3 separate regions of the Mus musculus genome follow, and all the other regions are linked to region 1. A link is a contact called in public HiChIP or PLAC-seq and Micro-C data. All regions are on one chromosome and are shown on one strand. Each heading gives the region's core, a stretch centred on a gene start, on an enhancer-like site or on the middle of the called end of the contact. The rest is flanking DNA. Distances are from core to core; before and after follow the strand shown.

What was found. A called contact is a pair of places that touch in the nucleus more often than the background predicts. HiChIP or PLAC-seq counts read pairs in DNA pulled down with a chosen protein or histone mark.
Region 2: a contact with region 1 is called in a Micro-C map of embryonic stem cells, with 2.4 times the contacts expected there. The contact joins the promoter of Vstm2a here to the promoter of Egfr in region 1. A contact is called at or near these places in 1 of 39 promoter capture datasets (embryonic stem cells), 1 of 484 Hi-C or Micro-C datasets (embryonic stem cells), 1 of 115 datasets of contacts at active chromatin or transcription factors (embryonic stem cells) and 1 of 9 other capture datasets (liver).
Region 3: a contact with region 1 is called in an H3K4me3 HiChIP or PLAC-seq map of stem cell-derived neural progenitor cells, with 4 times the contacts expected there. The contact joins the promoter of C1d here to the promoter of Egfr in region 1. A contact is called at or near these places in 2 of 39 promoter capture datasets (cranial neural crest and liver) and 1 of 115 datasets of contacts at active chromatin or transcription factors (stem cell-derived neural progenitor cells).

Annotation. Positions count from the first base shown.
Region 1 is chr11:16,750,952-16,753,854 of GRCm38.p6, forward strand. Egfr (epidermal growth factor receptor) reads left to right here and starts at 1,252. Exons shown (of 28, transcript NM_207655.2): 1 at 1,252-1,619. The coding sequence starts at 1,532.
Region 2 is chr11:16,256,307-16,259,006 of GRCm38.p6, forward strand. Vstm2a (V-set and transmembrane domain containing 2A) reads left to right here and starts at 1,436. Exons shown (of 5, transcript NM_001290539.2): 1 at 1,436-1,780. The coding sequence starts at 1,702.
Region 3 is chr11:17,256,194-17,258,893 of GRCm38.p6, forward strand. C1d (C1D nuclear receptor co-repressor) reads left to right here and starts at 1,354. Exons shown (of 5, transcript NM_020558.4): 1 at 1,354-1,465.

The sequences.
Region 1 (2,903 bases), core at 2-2,501:
AACCCCGCTCTACTTCTCAGTGAAGGTCTCAGGTTGTGATGAGGGTCCCTGCACAGGCTGGGTGACGTGTTCCCATTCAAGACGCCACCTACAAAACTTGGGCAGCAGCCCTGACTTTGCAGGGTGCGGACGAAAAGTCCGGAATGCCTCCTTTCTGGCTGCATGGAAAAAGCTGGACTGAGCCTCACTGGTTAGCCATGACTTCTGCTAACAAGGACACCCACAGCAAAGGGGCCTAAATTAGGGGACCAAGTGATTTTGTGAAAAACTCAGAGACTTTGGATTGAATGGAAGCAGGGGACATTCCTCTGATAGCTAAGAAGTAGGGACATTGGTTGGTCTTTGCTGAAGGAATTTAGTTGTGGGTCCTGAAGTTCAGGGACACATTTCTACTGGTCAAATTCTAAGTGAACTTACTTGGCAATTTGCCTCCTGATGTGCGGCAGGGCTAGCTGAGGTCACTAGAGGATGCTAACTGCTCTAAAGATTTGTTCACTGCTGTTATGTCAAGTCTCTGCTTTTGTGGAGGAATTTGCCTCATGTGTACGTTGCTTTGCTTTTCAAGCACTCCAGACTGGCTCCAGGTGTAGAAAATGCCATGTTCTTCAACATGCATGCTTTCATCCAGCAAATATACTGAGGCCCTTCTAAGTGTCAGGAGTTGGCTGCCCTTCTTTCAGAAGACATGGAGGGTTCTTGATGGGATCTGAAGGACCCTTGGACTTCTTAGTGCCACTTCAGACTTGAGGCACCCGCCTCTGCCTGTGCTGTTGGAAACTGCTGCCAAGTCAGCCTGACCCTTCTGAGATCCTGGAGAAGTTATGGAGAATACGTGAACAGCGTCCCCACCTGTGTTATTCTCCAACCTGTGCTCTGTGGTTGGACAGTTTGTAACCGAGGTGGTCCAGAGTTGTTTGGTTAATTGAAAGAAAGGAAGGAAGAAGGTGGGAGACAGAGGGAAGGAAGGAGGGGACCCTGGCATAGATTGGCTGGACTTCCTAGGTCCTGAAATGCAGCGGAGCGGAGTCCCCTCAGAAATTAACTCCAAAGGCCACCCACTGACCCGCTGCACACAGCCAGAACTCGCCCCCAGAGCCTTGTCTAGTGGTGGCCAAGGCCATCCACCACCACCTTCCGGTCACTGCCTGCTTTCGATCCTCGCGGAGAGCGCTTCCTCTCTCCTGACATTCTCCTCCTCTTCGCTCCTCTGGATCCCTCCTCCTTCTTTAGTCCCTCCTCCTCCCGCCCAGCCTCCCCCAGTCCCGACCCGAGCTAACTAGACGTCTGGGCAGCCCCAGCGCAACGCGCAGCAGCCTCCCTCCTCTTCTTCCCGCACTGTGCGCTCCTCCTGGGCTAGGGCGTCTGGATCGAGTCCCGGAGGCTACCGCCTCCCAGACAGACGACAGGTCACCTGGACGCGAGCCTGTGTCCGGGTCTCGTCGTTGCCGGCGCAGTCACTGGGCACAACCGTGGGACTCCGTCTGTCTCGGATTAATCCCGGAGAGCCAGAGCCAACCTCTCCCGGTCAGAGATGCGACCCTCAGGGACCGCGAGAACCACACTGCTGGTGTTGCTGACCGCGCTCTGCGCCGCAGGTGGGGCGTTGGAGGAAAAGAAAGGTAAGGGCGTGTCCCACCGGCCCGCGCCCCCTGCGAGCTAGCTCGCCCAGTCCCAACCTCCGCTCGGGACTCTAAGTCCCCAGCCGCCCGCTCCTCCTCTTCTGGCTCCCAAAGGCGGCCGGGACCATAGGAGGAACTGGACGGAGTCTGGAATGGGCGAGACTGGGGCCGCCGAAGGAAGGGAGACTGGGCTAGGAGCAGAGGGGCTGCCAGGGCAGCGTGGGAGCCGCGGCTGTGCGCTCCGGGGCTCTTGACTGCTGCCAACTTAGTTGCCTCACTTTCCTGCGCTCAGTAGGCGTTCGGAGCAGAAACGTGGTGCGGGACAGCGCGGGACGCCGGGCATTGGCGCACGTGCGCCCAGTACTGTCAGGGAGAGCGGAGGGACCCCGGATCCTCAAGCGGGTCGGGTGTGTCCCACCCGCTCAGTGTGAGAGTTGAGGGACTGGAGTGCGAACCAACGCGCCCCTGGTCAAGGTCGGAACCTCTGAGACGCGCGGTTTCCTGAGCGCGGTTTCCCTCAACTCCTCTCTTCTCCAGCAGGGTACTCTCAGGACCTGGTAGCCTGAGTCCCAATGTAGCTTGCAGATTTCTGGCTTGCCCTTTCGCGGGTGTGTAGTTGCAGCAATGACCTGGAAGTGTGGAGATCTCTCTGTCACTAACCACCTAGGACTTCTGGGAAGAGATGGTGTTAGTGGTCATTTGCTTCTTCACTAGGAAAAAAAAAAGGAGGGCGTGGGGGTGGCGGGTGGGGTGGGTCGATTCCGCCTCTTAGGCATAGAGCATGCCAGAGACTTGCCAGGCTAGGTGCACTGGTTGGGGACCAAGGCTCCATGCCAGATTGGAGCTAGCGTTGCGGGGTGGCTACTTCCCCTGGGATCCCTGAATTTGCCCTTTCCCAGAAGCTTGGGCTGCTGCAGCATCACTTGCCTTTGCAATGGATGGCTGACCTCCTTGTGACAGCTGGGCCCTTGGGTGTAGTGCACCCTTGGTGTTTCAAAATGAGGCCGGTAGCAAACTTTCTTACTTGTTAGCTGAGACGTTCCCTCTTGGGTTTCTTTTTCTTTTCTTTCCTTCCACACCCCTCCCCCCCCCCAAGTGATTGATATTTGGCCAACTAAAATATAACCCCTAATTAAAAAGAAACATTGATGTCCATGGATCACACATGCCAACTGTCCAGACGGAACATGAACAAGTCTGGCTTCATGACTATCCGACCATAAACCCACTTGACACGAGAAACATGCCTCGGAAGGTTTAATTGCACAATTTCAAAATCCAGCC
Region 2 (2,700 bases), core at 186-2,685, 490 kb before region 1:
CATGAAGTTCATGTACCTTCATTTTTTATTTTTATTTTTATTTTTTGATATTTTAAGTTCCTGATGCATTCAACTGTAGCAGACAAGTGCTTTAAAATACTATGGCCATGGTAGGGTTAAGTTTTTGTGTGACAGGAAAGCCATCAGCCAAGCACAAACTCAAAACTTATAAAATGGAAATATATAAACTTCACTGGTTTCTGGTAGCATTATTAAGATTAATGCATATTTCCAATTACTAAGGAAGACTATATGTCTATCTACATAGGAAACTATAATGAAAATAATTTAAATTATTCGGTGATTTTGGATAAAAATAAAATTTAAAATGCAAGTTCATTGACCCAGGGTTGAGTTGGGCAAGAACTGATAGGAGTTTCTGAGTGTATTTGTTGTTTTAAGATTCTTAATTTTAAGAATACAGTATACAACTCAAGCTTTTCCAAAGCAAATGACTAGGCTTATTCCAAGTCCTGAAACTTACTGGAGGGTTGTGTGTGTGTGTGTGTGTGTGTGTGTGTGTGTGTGTGTGTGTGTGTGTGTGTCTGTGTGTGTGTGTGTGTGTGTGTGAGAGAGAGAGAGAGAGAGAGAGAGAGCCTGCTAAAATATTGTCTATTCACATAATCCTAAAGACTATTATGTAATTAATGTTATGCAAAAGGAACTGAACAAAACAAAAATAAATCTTGTAAAGAGGACCTTAATGATTTGCAAAACCCCTCCTCCACCCAGAATACTGTGGGAGGGAGGCAACGCAGGCAATGGGTATAAGCATGAAAAAGATGATACGCATAGCGTTATGGACTTTTCCTTCTGGAGCATTCTCTAATACATGACTTTTGTACTTTTTGTGCCTTCCATTCGCCAGCTGGAGTGATCTGGTGCCTGCATGAATGGCCTCTCCTGGGCTGTAAACTGCTTACAATACATTCTGGTGAAATAATAATAGCATAAGATCATTTTAGCTGGAGCAGTTAATAACTGGTTAAGCGCCTTTTTCCTCCGTGGGCTGTTTTCATCTCCCCAAAGCAGTCACTCCCAACCCACCCCACTCCTCCTCCGTCTTTAACAATGCCTCAACTTCCTCCTGAAATCCCTAACCCCTACCCCAGAGCAAACGCCAAGACCCTAAACCTGTCCTTCTCTCTTTGCAAAACGCCATCTGATCCAGCTAAACCCGAGCTGACTGATGGGAGTAAAGGCGGACTGGAGAGCAGAGATCTGCCAGGGCCCCGCATCCCCACCCCCGGCCGGCAGGTGCGCAGTCCCGGCGCTCAGAGAGTTAAAGGCATCATTGCAGCCATTAGAGGCAAAGTTGGGCGCCGCGCGAGCCCAGTCCGCGCCGCCCTGCGCCCGCTCCACTCGCCGCGGGCTCGCTGGGCGTGGGGAGGGCGGCGAGCACGCAAGCCGAGCGACTGACGTGGGACGAACTGCCAGGTAGCGGAAGCAGCCAGCCGGCGGCGGAGACACTTCACGGCGTGGCAACCCGGGTCTGTGCCTTGAAGCCTCCGGATCGCAGCCAGCTCGGTCCATCCCTCACTAGTCGCAATCCCCTGTGTCCAAGCTACTCTTTGCTATGAGCGGCAGCATGCGTGCAGTATCGCGCCCCAGGCTCTGAGAGCAGCCTGCGGACACGCTTGCCTATCTGTCTTTTTAGGTTTTGGGGCTCTGGGCTACACGGATGTGCCCCACTCCCTTGGCATGATGGGGATCTTTTTGGCGTCTGTTGGATTTATGTTCTTTTCCGTGTTATATGTACAACAAGGGCTTTCTTCTCAAGGTAAGTCGGTTGCTTGTGATGTGTTTGTGGTGATGCGTGTGTGTGCTGAACCAACTCGAAGAATGGACAGACAGCTGGAGAGTGGCTCAAACCAAGCCAATAGCGGGTTTAGATAGTATGAATAGTGTTCATTTGGGCTTTTTCTCCCAAAGTTTATTAATTGCAAGCAAGCCAGGTTTCCGAGAAACATCTAGTAGATGCAAGCCAGGTAATGATGGGTGAGTTCAGTGAGCACATACACAGGTGTGTGTGTGTGTGTGTGTGTGTGTGTGTGTGTGTGTGTGTGTGTGCATTTTCACTGTGCATGAAGAAGGCAAGCACTCAGGAATACAAAGCTGCTCTTTGGAAGGGGCTCCTCTCTGGAGGCAGAAAGCTGTAGTCCCCTTCTCTGGTCCCTGTGACTTCTTCCCCATGTGTTTACCAGAGGACCCACAAGGAGCTATGAATTGCATCATAAGAGGCAGCAGCCTGCTGGGCCCAGTTGTTCAGGACTTTGCAGGCTGCGGTGGTTGCTTCAACACCATGAGCAAATCACAGTTTTTGCCTGCTGAAGACTGCATCACTTCTGCAAGCAGAAATGCCCCAGTCCACTAGCTAATGTAAGCAGAAAAGCCTTTTCAGACGGTACCTTTTGAATAGTGTCCATTTCTATAAAACATAAAATGTTCACTTTAATTATTGCTCAATTTGGGGTTTCATAAAACAGTGAAAAGAGACACCCAGATTCACTATCTTTAAGAAAAGAGGAGAAAGTGGCTGTAATCATTCCTGCCAGCCTTTCAGTCACCCTCCTTTCATATGTGTGCCTGTGCTTGTCCTCTTCTCTCCCCCACAAATAAAAGGCTCCTTCTAGACAGACATCAGGTCTTTGCAAAGTACCCCTTGGATAAGCTAAGAACAATCGCCTTCTTAACAAAAAA
Region 3 (2,700 bases), core at 104-2,603, 510 kb after region 1:
AACCAAAAAGCAAGTTGGGGAAGGAAGGGGTTAGGGCTTACTCTTCCATATTACCGCTCTTGCCTAAGGAAGTAAAGGCAGGGACTCAAACAGGACAGGAACCTGGAGGCAGGAGCTCATGGCTTGCCCAACCTACTTTCTTATGACAGCCTAGGACCACCAGTCCAGGATGGCACCATGCATAATTGGCTGGGCCCTCCCCTGTCAATCACTAATGATATGCCTTGCAGGACTGCCTACAACCTGACCTTATGGGGCATTTTCTTAATTGAGATTCCTTCCACTCAGGAGACCTGTGCCAAGTTGACATAAAACTATCGAACACAGTTAGGAATGATGGCACGGCCTGTAACCCTAGTACTGATAATCCTGAATTCAAGGTCAGCTATATCACACAGTGAGACCCATTCAAAAACAAAAACAACACAAAATATGAACTTGTACTTTTCATATCTTCACACCCTCATTTAATTTTTGAAACTATTTTTCATAACTATCACCTAACCAGGTATCGGGCACTATATTAGGGAAGCCCCTCCAAAGATTAATCTGAGGTGCACAGTTTGGTCCGGAGGGACCCAACTTCCATCAAAGCAAAGAAATGGACAAAGGTGTAAGGAACATTCAGTTTGAAGAAGCCTAATCTAGACAAAATGCCAGGGCCTTCGACTCCAATCTTGCCACCTTGGCGGGAGACCTTTAAGTTCTTTGCCTAGCATGGCTGTCCACTCTGAGAGGCTCTACCAACAGCTGATTGAGAAAGAGGCAGATACTTACACCCAACCATTGTCGGACTGAGGTTAGAGACCCCTACGGTTGGATTAGAGGAAGGGTTGAAGGAGCTGAAGGGGAGGGTGACCCCATAGGAAGATCAGCAGTCTCAACCAACCCGGACCCCGGGGGGCTCCCAGAGGCTGAGCCAACAACCAGGCAGCATACATGGGCTGAGCCAAGTGCCACCCATTCCCCAGCCTCCTGGGACCTATGTAGCAGAGGTCTGCTTAGTCTGGCTTCAGTTGGAGAAGATGGGTCCAATTCCCAAGGGTCTTGAGGCCCCAATAATGGGGGATGGGGAGATAGATGATGGGGAGCAGAATGGTGTGAGGAACTGGGTGGGGGACCGGGAGGGGGGTAACGCCTGGAATGTAAATAAATAGTTAATTAAAAAATGTGTCAAAAAGAGAAAGAGAGAGAGGGGGGAGGGAGGGAGGGAGGAAGGAAGGAAGGAAGGAAAGAAGGAAAGAAAGAAAGACAGACAGACAGACAGAAGAAAGAAAGAAAGACAGACAGACAGACAGACAGACCACTGCACTTAGCTCCTGGATGGACAGAGGCGGGGCAAGCCTCGGGACTGAAGTGCGCACGCGCACGACCGGGAGAGACGCACGGGCGGCAGGCAGAAGCCGTGTCATGGCGTCATCATCGTGCGACCTATTTCCCGGAGACAGGCGTCCACGGTATTGAGGTATTGTGCAGAACCGCGTTCGGGTGCTTGTCGTGCTCCCGTCACAGTCTCTTTTCCCGCACCCCGGGATCACGTCCGTCCTGTGGCCGACTGGGAGGAGCCGAGCGGGACTGCTCGCTTCTAGCGTAGTCCCTGCAGTGGCGGCTCTCGGGCTTTGCTTTGGCCTTTAGTTTCTCTGTCAATACCGTCTTCATTTCGCTGCCACTGTTAACGTTGCCTTTCAGAGGTTGAAAAGCGACAAGTAAAACACCCAACGCCATCAGCTTCTAGCTGATTCCAAATCTAAACGGAGACAAAATGGAAGGTGGAAAAAGTAACTTTGCGTGCAGCCCTTCCTGTTCCGCCCAAGGTCGGAATGCTTGCGGTGGCAGTGTTAGCCCTTTTGAAACAAGGGTTTCCTTAATTTTACTTTTTCTTTTCCGAGACACAGTTTCTCAGTATAGCCCTGGCTGTCCTGGAACTCGATCTGTAGAACAGGCTGGCCTCGAACTCCGAGATCAGCCTCCCTCTCTTAGGTGTTAGGATTAAAGGCGTGGGAAACCGGGCCGGGCCGGCAGCTTTCTGCTGTAGCGGATTGTATTAAGAGGAATTTTTCAGTGTCATCTGGGAAAATTTCATCGTGGCTCAAATTTCTGTTGGAAGATAGCGTTAATGACTTAAAATGTGTTGACTACAATTTAGTTTTGGCTTGGAAAAGGTGTATTTGCCCTGGTGAGATGTCTGTGGTGTAATTATTAACCTGTTTGGACTAAGAGTAGACAGAACTAAGTATCAACGTTAGTTTTTATTTATAAATGACAGCTATCCTTATTGAACTTTAGAAAACTACTTCTGGATGGTGGAATTGATAGACTGAATTGTTTTGTTACAAGATAAGATGACAGTGTGAACAGTTTTTGTTGTTTTCTAGTAATAGAAGTGAAATTCCCAAATCAGAGATGTTGTGGATGCTTTCCGGTACCTATAGGGATGCAGTTTTCTCTTGTTTTTAACTTTGAAAAGTTCTATGGGTAAACAGTAGCACTTGTTTGCAAGCATTTGACTCTTCATGTATGGCTCTGAATAGTCTACAGTGGATTACCTCTTTGTTATTTCCACTTTCTTAAATAATAACTAATATTATGAACTAGTACTTTGAGCATTCTACTAATGGAGTATAGCTTTAAGAGTTTTATTGATATTTATTTTGTCTACATCACAACCTTATGTATTATTATTACTTTAGAGGTAATTGT